Linked DNA regions of Lactuca sativa: region 2 is linked to region 1. A link is a contact called in public Hi-C data. All regions are on one chromosome and are shown on one strand. The core of a region is the stretch at or near the end of the contact, and the rest is flanking DNA. Distances in the headings are between cores, read along the strand shown. Region 1 holds the start of LOC111920408 (MAG2-interacting protein 2). Region 2 holds the start of LOC111920411 (U-box domain-containing protein 44).

Region 1 (6,077 bases), core at 431-2,930:
ACTTTTTTTTTTTTTTTTTTTTTTTTTTAATTTTTTAATTTTTAATAAGATGTCAATTTTGGGATTTTGTTGGTTTACCAATAAATTCTCTTTGAAGATTCGAGTTCATGGGTTATAGAATGACATAATATCTTAATATTTTGCGAGAAATAGAAATTATATTTTTTAAAATTTTAAGGTTTTGGAGACTGTACATGTCCGAATGTGGTATGTGTTTGGGTGAAGTTGTTTTATCTTGGATTATATTGTTTCTTTAGTGTTTACATGGTTTAATATGCAGACATTTGATAAAATTATGATCTTATATGATACAATATAAATTTGAACGTTTGTTTTATATGTGTAGTGATTTGATAAAATTATGATTTTATATCATACAATATGAATTTGAATAGAGTGAAAAAAACACAATCAATCATAGAAATGACATTGTTATCCGATAAATATAACATACATAAACAAAACTCACTAAATTACAAATTAAATGATGAATGGAGTGCGATATACTTAAAATTTAAAAAAAAAGATATAAAAAATTAAAATATACAAATTGTTTATAAACTTCTAAAAAATTCTCTATATATAATATTGAAAGTTTTGTTTATAAATCTACCATCTCTATCTAAAATGAACAATTTTAATCATTATCTATTTCAAAATATAGTTAAGACAACATACAAATTGTCAAAATCTTTGATAGTTACTTGCATGAATGTTACCAGAATACGAGGTACCACTAATATGTATTTATGATGAATAAATGTGTGAACTTAACGTACATCTAATTAGTTATTTACTAAATTTATTTAGGACTCACACCGAAAGATGCATGAATAAGTGATTGTGTATATGTCGTATATTGTAGATTTTTTGTTTAAGAAATTAGTTATAACATAATGTTTTTTGGTTTTAGTATTGCTAAATATGACATTTATAAAACAACTAAAAAAACCGTATGAAAGATACATGAACAAGCCATTAATAAGCGATTGTGTATGTGCCATAAATTGCAGATTTTTTATTTAAGAAATTAATTACAACATAATATTTTTTGGTTTTAGTATTGCTAAATCTGACATTTATAAAACAACTAAAAAAAACCATATTAGTTGCTGACGACTATTTAATTTATTAACTTTTAATAATTAATTTTTTAAAGTTTTAACTGTTATCGAAAAACAACACGTTACTAATGAATCATATAAATTTTCTGAATTAAAATTTATATTTACAAATTCTAATTCTAATTAGATTACCATGTGTGTTAAAACTACACGGGCTAATAAGTATCTTTAATTACATCGATGGAAAAAATCCATTATACATTCTGATTTCTTAATAGACAAAAAGAGGGATACTTGTAAGAAGATCGATCTGCGTTCAAATCCTAAGGAAGAAAAAATGGTGCACAGTGGCTGCGTGGTCGTCTAAATATTTGGTATTACGTGGAGGCACTGTTCGGATACGATTAAAGAGATGACCCTCCGATGAACAACAGGTAAATAATTAGGGTTTTTTTTTGGTATTACGTGGAGACACACTTTAGTAATTTGACCATGAATAGGCTAATAAATGAAAAGATGGCCCAAAATACTGTCATGGGCCACGTTATAGTGGATCGGATCTGTGCACAGTTTTGGGTCCGCACTCTCATACCGACTAAAGGAGAAAAAAAAAACCCCAAACGGTATCATGTGATTCTGACCCGGTTTTCTGTTTCAATGGAATCGTCTTCGTGTCCCGTACGACATTTTTCTTCGTAAGATCTCCAGGGTAAAACCACCAGATTTTGATTCTGTAGAGCAGCAATACCAGTAGCAGTAGCAAGTTGTTCATATACTCTATAATGGAAATTGAGGAGGAAACAAGAACAATTCCTCAAGTTCTCTACGAGACTCGTCATCACGCGTCTAGACCTTACTCTCCAAATTACCCCCCTGTTCATCACCAGGTTCAGTTTCCTTAACAATGATCATTGTTTGTTAGTTCATGATTTTAATAAAAGTTTTCAAATTGGAATTTCAGCTAAATGAAGCCACTAAAGGAGGTTTCCTCAGGTTTCTTTCGGCGCAAGGTGCATTCCGATCTTTGCCTTTTCTCTTAACTGCATTTAGTAATTCAAATTGGCTGATTATGTAGTATTTGATTTACCTGCGTATCCATTGAAATCCTGATTGCTTCGCTGCACTTGGACTTTGGGCGTCATAGGAGTTGATTTTCAACTTCGAAATTGACGTGTAGTATAAACTTATTAATGAAGTTCTGCTAATTACATTCCACTTGATATTAACTACTTCATGTAGAATTATATAAGATGTACAGCAAGATTAAAAAACTAATTCTGCATTGATATGTGCTACGTTTGTAAAATCGATGCCTAGGTCCTTGTTGGGAACAGAGGGATCTGGTCATATAGGATCAAAATCATTCACACAACTTGAAGAACTCGTAGTTATTTTCTTTCTTTAATTGCTGAAAGGTCTTGAACTCACAACCACTTGGTTTAAGGGACTTGATAGGTATCGGTTTGTGCGAACTAGTTATTATTAGTAGTTTCTAGAAGGTTCCATTAGCATGCGTGTCTTTGGCCTTTTACCCCTATTGTAGACCACCAAGTTATTTTAGATAGTAGGCAAAACTAGAAAATATGTTATGTATTTCAGTATATCTCTGATGAAGTGAAAGGTTAGGATAAGCTGCTGTATAAATTATCTGTAGCAAGCACTTGGAAAACAACAGATTTGTCCATGTGTTGGAGATGAGTGATGGCACTATGGTGAGATGTGATTCTGTGGGATTATATCATTTTAATGGATAGAAGGGTCATGAAAGTAGCATTGCACTCTCTAGTTCCATTGCCAGTTATAATGCTTTATATTTAGATCAGATGAGAGATAATAAGTATGTTACGGTCTTGTGTTTTCTTTATCGTATTTTAGTCAACTTAGAAGCAATGAGACATGTATCACTATTTGTTCCTATCACTAAAGTCAAACTGATGTTTTCCATGCTGCAGCTTTTGTAGCTAAAAAATAATTACTGTAAACATATGAAAAGTTGATCTGTCACTGTCCCTTGCCAGTTATAATGCTTTATATTTAGATCAGAGGAGAGATAATAAGTTTATGTGTTATCTTACATGTGATGTGAGTTTCTCAAGATGATCTACAATGGATATGATTTTGCTTTTTTTTATTGGTTAAATATGATAACTATTCTCTTCTTATACCTTTATTGCTTCTACTATACCATGAAGGTCTGAATGAGTTTAGAGAAAAATGGGCCACAAGTAAATATCCACAGAAATTGAGCAAATGGATATCGATGTTTGTTTCGCCAAGTGGCGAACATGTGGCTATAGCAGTTGGAAACGAGATAACTATTCTACAGAGAGATGATAATTACCAAGAGCCTTGTGGGATATTCACTTGTAAGATTCCTAAATGCTTGTCATTATATCTTATAGTTTACTTTAATACCATTATTATATATATGATTGTGGATCTTTTCTCTTTCATAAAAGAGAGCTTAACGACACACGACTAATTAAGCTCTGTGAAACCAGGCAGCTACCCTATCACATACACGTTTGGAGCCTGGTCAGAAGATCATGGTGTTCTAGGAATTTTTGATAATACCGATACCCTTTATTTCATAAGAGCAAATGGTGAAGAGATAACCAGAATTACAAAGCAGCATTTAAAAGTGCCTTTGCCAATTATCAGTTTTGTTATTCATGACGATAAGGATGTGAAAAAGTCTTGTTTGTAAGTACTATGACTCTGTCTCAAAACTGAATCTCTAACCTAATTTAATATTACCAATTGTGTTCATTTACTTGCATGCTTGTTTGATTAATTTGTCAGTGTTATTATCATTTTGAATGTCTATGTTTCTTAAAGTGAACACATTTTCACAGGTGTACGTTTAGCATCCTTGCATCAGATGGTTCAGTTCATGAGATTGAGATTAGTCAGGACCCAAGTGCCTCCATTTCCACAACTAGCAGCTCAAATGTTGGTGCATTGTTACAAAAGCAATTCCCTCAAAACATTTCTTGTTGTGGGTCCCATCCAGATAACTCATTGTTTGCTGTAGTTAGTAGTGCTGTTAGCATCACATCAACCTCCAGCCTTAGCATTGGTAACATTCAATATCTGTCTTGAATCTTGATTGATTATTCCTGTTTATAACTGAGATTGAATTACAAAAATTGCTCATCTACTTTTTTTATCTCTTCCAGGACCTTACAGTATTACTCTTTGGCAATGGTGTAGACAATCAGGCTTACAGCAACTGGCTTCTGCTGAGTTTGAAGGTCTATATACCAAAACAAAAGGTTATACAGATCAAATGTCATGTCCAAAAGTTGTATTCTCACCACAAGGAGAATACATTGCTACACTGGATTTAAGAGGATGTTTAGTCATCTACAAGCTTGATGAAAAACACTTGCTTCCAGTAGTTCATTACAAACAAAAAAAAGACTTGACCAATATATTAGATTTCACTTGGTGGGCTGACCATATCCTTGTTGTTGCCACTAGGACTGGCAATATCACTATGATTGACATTCAAAGTGGTGTTAAAATCTTGGAAGATGATTCTGAATACGCTTTGCCTACTTTAGAAAGAGTAACACAGTTGTCAGGATGCATATTTATCCTAGAAAGCAAGAATTTTGAAGCTTCAGATTTGGTTCTTTTTGAGCCAGTAACCCTGGAAAAATACAAGCAGTTTGACTCTGCTAAATTGCAATGGAGCTTAATTTCATTTGCAAAAAGATCTGTTGAGGAACTATATGATATTTATATCAGCAGTCGACAGTTTCAGGCAGCATTAGAGTTAGCTGATCGTCATGGGTTGGATAAAGATGAAGTGTTGAAAGCACAGTGGTTGTGTTCTTTACAGGGAACTAGTGAAATTAATACATTACTTTCGCGTATTAAGGATCAAGATTTTGTACTTTCTGAGTGTTTAGATAGAGTTGGACAAACAGAAGATGCAGTCAGGACTTTACTTTCTTATGGACTCAATTTAACAAACCGTTGTAAATTTTCTGATGTGGAAGATGAAGAGGGTAGCCCAAGTTGGGATTTCCGGTTAGCAAGACTTAAAATGTTGCAGTTCAGAGACAGGCTGGAGACATTTCTTGGGATAAACAGGTAATAAGGCTATTCATTTCCCATAATTGCATCTTATTTTATTATCTGGTGCATAATCCTCTATATGTTTTGAGGGCTAAATGCATGAAATAACAACATGCTTTCATTTATTTGTGTACATTGCTATTTCTTGCATTTGTTGACTAGAACACATTGACTTAGCCTCTTTCAGATTTTCTGCACAAGATTACATCAAATTTCGCTCATTACCCATCCATGAAGCTGCTATTGCACTTGCAGAAAGTGGGAAACTTGGAGCTTTAAATCTTCTTTTCAAGCGCCATCCTTACTCAATATCTCCTTCCATGCTTGAAATTTTGTCTGCTATCCCTGAAACAGTCCCTGTTCAGACATATGCACAGCTTCTTCCTGGATCTTCCCCTCTTCAGGTTACTGTTCTTAGGGAAGAAGACTGGGTTGAATGTAAAAAGATGGTAAATTACATTAATACCCTCCCACAGAGTGACATCCAGATCAGAACCGAACCAATTGTGAAACAATTAACAGGATTCACATGGCCATCAAGAGACGAACTATCTACCTGGTACAAACATAGAGCTAGAGATATGGATACCCTAAGTGGACAGCTGGACAACTGTCTTTCTTTAATTGACTTTGCTTGCAGAAAGGGGATCAAAGAATTGGAAGATTTCCACAAGCTTATTTCTTATCTACACGAGCTTATTTACTCTGAGGATGATGATGATCATGATATGAATTTTAGCATGAGTCTGGTTACATGGGAACAGCTGTCTGACTATGAAAAGTTCAAGTTGATGCTTAAGGGGTACAATGAGGAAAATGTAATAAAAAAGCTACGAGATAGAGCAGTACCATTTATGGAGAAGCATCATGGTCCTAGCGCTGACGTGGCGGACACTGTTGATTCGTTTTTGGTTAGATGGATGAAAG
Region 2 (5,952 bases), core at 1,952-4,451, 210 kb before region 1:
TTGTTCATTAAGCACATTCAAATGAGCCAAAATCTTAGCAGCAATAGATTTCATACCACTACTACCTCTCTGTGTAATCTCAACTAACGGCATCTGTGCCGATGATTTATACTTCTGTTTATATTCCGGCAGCCGGAATATTCTCTCCAACTCAACAAGTGCTTTCTCCTGCAACCTCACATCCGCCGAACTCAACAATTTCACCATTTTCGCAATCACATCACCACCTTCCAACACCTTACTACCCTTCTGCAACAGCTCACCGGCGATTAAAGTCAACAACGCATCAAGAGCAGCATCGCATGCTCCAACATCAGCTTCATCAAGCACTTTCGCAAGCGGATTTACAGCATTAGCCTCGAGAAGACAAAACGAGGAATCGATTGCACAAATTCCGGAGTGAACAGTACATCCTAACTCCGGTGACGCCAAACAACAGCTAAATAAACTTGATTTCGGCTTCACGGGTCGGGTCAAGCTGCTGGAGCTCTCGGAGAACTGCCGGAGTGAAACTGATACGTTCCGTTTAGTCAAAGAACTTCCAGAATCAAGCAAGTGTACGAGCGTAGTGATAATCCCGGTTTCCGCTACTTTTTTTTGCAGATCTGGATTTGATGAAACGGTGAATCGACTAAGAGCTCCGGAAGCACTTTCGATCATGATTTCCGGTTTCTGAAATCGATTGGTGAGGATGGAAACGATCAATTCGAGTGCTCTGGCATCGAGAATCCATCGCGTCATTTTAGGGTTTTTTGGAAGGTTAGAGATGATTTCCATTGAAGCGACGCCTTCTTCAACTTTATCCGAAGTTGTTATGATTCTCAACAAAGTCTCCACACATTTAGGCCCAACGTGTTCCTGAAATGTATCGTCATTCTCACTCCCGTCTTTTATCAAACCACAGAACAGCTTCACGGCGTTTGATCGGACGGCTAGATTTTCGTGCTCGCATAACTGAACCAGTACTTGAACCGAAGAAATCTGATGAAATTAAACCCTCAAATAAACACCGATTGACGATATAATCAAAGGAGATAAACAGAAAATCGGAAAACTCACCTTCCGTAAAGTTTTCCTGATGTTTGAACCTGAAGGAGATTGAGAAACTACAAGGAACGTTCGAAGAACACTTTGTTGAACATTTGGTCCGTTTAACGAGATGAGAGAGAATAATTTGAAAACATCTTCTTCCGATTCCAGAAATGGTATCTCCTGATGATCTAGTTCACCGGAAGTTAACGATAACGCCAGGTTCATAATTGTGGCTACGACCTTTTCAACCAGAATCGGCATTGATAAGCTTTCACGGAAGAGTATTCCAAACAACAGATCCACTGCACCTTGTTTGATCATTTTTAATCCATTTTGTGGCACACCTGAGAGCTTTTCCAGGGCTAAAATGGCAGCCTTCTTCATCTCTATATCAACGTGAGAAAGCATAGCAACAAGCGACTCTACTGCTCCGCTTTCACAAACTGTAAGTTTTCCATGATCTGTCATCTCAACTTCTGATAATGTATCCGCCATTTCCCGTTGAACAGTTTCAGACCCTGTGTTGATTCGTTTTTTCATCATCAATTTCTATTGAACATTAATTACAGACATTATTGTTTACCTGAAGAAAGAAGGTGAAGTAGAGGTTCAAAATAATTAGCTTTGGCCATTTGCACGATATTTTGAGGAAGAAAAGAGAGATTATCCAAGAGTTTTTTGGCGTCATTGGCAACTTGAGGATCATCGCTACCAGATATGGTAACAAGAAGAAGTATGCAACCTTGACTACTCCCAATTATGTTTCTTGCCACCTCATTTTCTGATAATTCCGTGAGCAATTGCAATGCCAACTTACTTTCTTTGATCTTTCGTGCTAGAGAACACACAATCAATTTGATGCCATCATCCGTTTTAGCTATGGTTTCCTGTAAGTTACCGATCAAAGATTATGAACTTTTAAATCTGTAGAGGTGTTTGATGTGATTCTAAATTGATTCATACCTTCCTGTCATCGTTGTTGGTTGCAAGGATGCGAAGAATAACGAGTACATGCGATCTAATTTTAAAATTCTTGGTAGAAAGAAGCGAAAGAAGAACAGGCAAGTAGTCTTCCATCATCAGCCATTCTTGATGAAGCTCTCTTTCCAAACACAAATCTCGAAGCTTCCCTAACGACACTATCACTTCTTCCTCCTCATTAGAAAGAATCCGCGACTTCATAGAACCAATAAAAATCATCGTGTTTCTATCTCTCCACTCTTCAATCGATTGACGAAGCGTCTTATTAGTCCTCAAGCCCGATGCTTTCAACGGCGTCTTCGTAATCGGACAACCATTATTCCCTTCTGCCAACCACTTCTCAATCGCGTACCTCTCAAAGCTATGCCCCGACGGCGTTTCCACCGGATCTTCCATCACGTCGCCAGTGATTGGACAGTAAAACGATTGAAGCGGTTCTAACGGTTGCCGCCCTAACGAGTTTCTCTTACTAAAATACTTCTTTTCACGTTCTTCTAGAGTTGCGATGATATCGGCTTTCCCTAACAACGCCACGATCTGTTCGACTTGTAAAACCTCCGCCACGTCTTCTGCCGGACCCACAGTTTCCATTTCGTTTTTGAATTCTTCATATTCCTGTCGCAACACCGACTGCTCTGTGGAGATCCCGATGACGTCAGCAATGGAGACGAGTAAACTGTTGGCGTAAGCTCTGTCGACGTTTCTCTCTCTTATCCCTGATTCGATTCTCTCTTTGATTTCATCTTCTCTTACTGTTTCCTGATACTTTGGTTCCATCATGATGTTGGATAGCTTGATGATGTCTTGGCTGAGGCCATTGAAGGAGATGAAATTAGGAAGAAGGTTTAGAGCATTTGCCATCTCTTTCGTGATATTTTCTAAGGTTTTAACGAGTTTTTTTGAGTTTAGCAAGAGGTAGATTTTGTTCCTGTTGGTGCATTCGAGAGCGAGATTGTTAGCTTCTGAAACGTGTTTAGTAAGAACATGAATAGCGTTTTTTAAGCTTCCGGAGTCATTGATCTCAAAGTTTGTGAGTTCTTGTAGAATGTGAGTTATTTTCTCCAAGTAAGATGAAAGCTTGTTGAAATTTTCCTTTTGAATTTGGGTGGATTTTGTGGCATGAAGTGTCTTAAGTGTTGTGGAGATAGCCCATGAAAGAGTGTCTGGATCTGGTCCATTTGAACTCATGATTTTGGAATGTTTTCAAGAGAATTGCAACTTGTAAGTAGTTGTAGATTCCAGACCATAACCTGCGATCCTGCATCCAGCAAACTTGTATTAAATAGCAATGTATTTATAATTCCTTATCTATAACATGAATCTAATTATTTACCAATAATAGCAATGTACTTATCAAGCATCTTGTCGAAGTAAAGTTTCTTTCAAAGCAAATGTAATCATGAGCACTCTTATAACTTTTTTTGGAACAAAAAATATAGTTCAAGGATTAAGGTGTTTGTGGTGCTTATTAACTTATATGATGTCGAGTCAAAACGGAGTTTTAGAAAAAAGTTATTCTTAAAACGAAATAAGTGATAAGTTAACTAAGTTAGTTTTAGTGTCTGACAAAATCTTCTTTTATGTGTAAGTAATAACTTATGAAAAACTTTTTATTTAAGTTAATAACTGTTTATGTAATCTTTTTATTCAAACACAAAACTCTTTATTGTCGGTGCTAAAACCGAAATAAGTCAATAATCGTTTCAAATAAACAATCCCAAACGCCACTTAAGCTTATTTCACTTCTGATAAATCGAAAGGAGACCTTTTCATACAAAGAAGTTAAATAATAAACATACATCAAGAAAACTCTTTTAATTATGTTGTTTCGTAACATTCCTCAATCATGAAAACCACCGACAAAATTCCATTGTATTGTGATTTGTGCCCCAATTTCAGACTCAAAAGAAATTAGGGATTTCCTTCGGTTTGGTGTTATCTGTCGATAGTTTATCCATGCTTTTGAAACTATAAACACATTCATCATGAAAACCACCAAAAGATCCAAATAAAATTCTTAATTCTATCGTTTCATAATAATGTCCAACTTGTATTGCAGGTTTCAGTAACTTTGTTAGGATCCATAATATCACAGATTCAATTTCAATAGCTAGAAACATATACACACACAAACATCCATGTAATCGGAGAAATGAAACTATAATCGAATGAGTAATTAAGGTCGTATACTATTTGACGCACTTACCTGATGAAGCAGCTCCGAACAGTAAGTATAAGATTGGCTCCGATTGTGAACATCCGGCAGGAATGATGAGCTGGAGAAGAGAAGAGAGTGAAAGGGAGTCGAATTCTGATCTTAAATTTAGTAAAACAAGTGGGAACGAAGACGAACGACTTCTAGTTCGAAGTCCTATAACTAATAAAATATTTAATAATTTTGACGCGGCTTCTTCATGAAGAACGAAAGAAAGAAGAAACAAGACTTTTCCCTCCATTTTGTTTTTTTCTCTGCTTGACCGCTTCCTATTTCCTAAATTTGTTTGACAACTTTTATTAGAGTAAATTACACGAATGGTCCCTATGGTTTGGGTAATTTGCGTGTTTGGTCCCTAACTTATTTTTTTAACTCGAAAGGTCCCTATGGTTTGTTTTTGTTATACGTTTGGTCCCTACTATTTATTTTTGTTACGTATTTGGTCATTGACTTACCTAAAAAGACTATTATTTAAAGAGGGAAAAATGATGAGGTAGGTGAGGTAAGGTGAGGGGTGGCATTAGGGGTGTGTTTATTTAAATAAATTAAAAAATCAATGGCATAATAGTCTTTTTAGGTAAGATAGGGACCAAACACGTAACAAAAACAAACAGTAGGCATCTTTCTGAATTAAGAAAATAAGTTAGGGACCAAACGTGCAAAGTACCCAAAACCATAGGGACCATTCGTGTAATTTACTCTTTTACAAACGTCAATGCTTTATTTTTGTAAGATCTTATTGATTGTTACTGAAAAGACCCAATAATCAGATTTTTTTCATCAAATTTTTATACAAAGTTATATATGGATTTTGCAGGATGAGGGAATTTGTTATTTGTTTTTAGTTTATCAAATGGGTTTTACGGAGGTCTACTACGACTTCCATGTTATTCGAGGATACAGGAGAGAGGGTTTGCGGTTTGACTCTTGGCAATACGTTAAAACATCATAGTACTTTGTAAATCTTTCTTTCTAATATCCAACCCTTTTATGTCTTGGGCATGATTTGGACTAGGCCACTAGGTCATCTAGGAATATATCCTCGTCAACAACCAATAGGTCATTAGTTTTTCAATGTTAAACTCCAAAAAAATGAGTGATTATGATATCATTTACTAATGTTGTTAAAATCGTAATTCGGTTGTGGTTGTAGAATCATATGATCTTATGATATTGCTATAAAAATATGATCACGATCTTCACAAAAGATTTATGAGTAAGATATTCTATAAGGTTGTATGGTTGTTAATAATATTTATATGGGTTTATGTCATTTTTAGTGACTGAATTTTCCCGAGTGTTTTATTTTGGTCATTATATTTTGTTTAAGCTATCATTGATCATTGAACTTGTTTAATTATGTTCGTTTAGTCACTCTAATCGGTGACAGTTAGTGTATAACATCGAATGATGTTGTCAAGGTTATAATTATGCATGTAACTTTTCTAGGTGTTTTATTTTGATAAGGTCATCCACAATGGGTATCATGAAGCCCTTCGTGATCTAGGTGGCCACGAACCACTATAGTAAACATCATCCCGATGTTTAGTGATGGCCATTGATCAAGCATTTTTGTGGTGGAGAGAACAAGCTACCATATCTAATAAGCTTCTCTCTCTCTCTCTCTCTCTCTCTCTCTCTCCAATAAAATACATATAACTTTTAATTAAAAAATAAAAATAAGAGGGATATAGTAGTGGGTATCCCAACTTTTGAGTGGTTGG

What was found. A called contact is a pair of places that touch in the nucleus more often than the background predicts.
Region 2: a contact with region 1 is called in a Hi-C map of seed, with 5 times the contacts expected there. The contact joins the promoter of LOC111920411 here to the promoter of LOC111920408 in region 1. A contact is called at or near these places in 3 of 4 Hi-C or Micro-C datasets (leaf and seed).

What each region holds. Positions count from the first base shown.
Region 1 is chr9:65,930,453-65,936,529 of Lsat_Salinas_v11, reverse strand. It overlaps LOC111920408 (MAG2-interacting protein 2), which reads left to right and starts at 1,680. Exons shown (of 12, transcript XM_023915991.3): 1 at 1,680-1,951; 2 at 2,026-2,074; 3 at 3,257-3,430; 4 at 3,566-3,767; 5 at 3,920-4,143; 6 at 4,244-5,165; 7 at 5,338-6,077. The coding sequence starts at 1,847. It overlaps LOC111920409, which reads left to right. Exons shown (of 6, transcript XM_023915992.3): 6 at 1-243.
Region 2 is chr9:66,141,252-66,147,203 of Lsat_Salinas_v11, reverse strand. It overlaps LOC111920411 (U-box domain-containing protein 44), which reads right to left and starts at 3,201. Exons shown (of 4, transcript XM_023915993.3): 1 at 1,996-3,201; 2 at 1,616-1,919; 3 at 1,060-1,550; 4 at 1-981. The coding sequence starts at 3,201.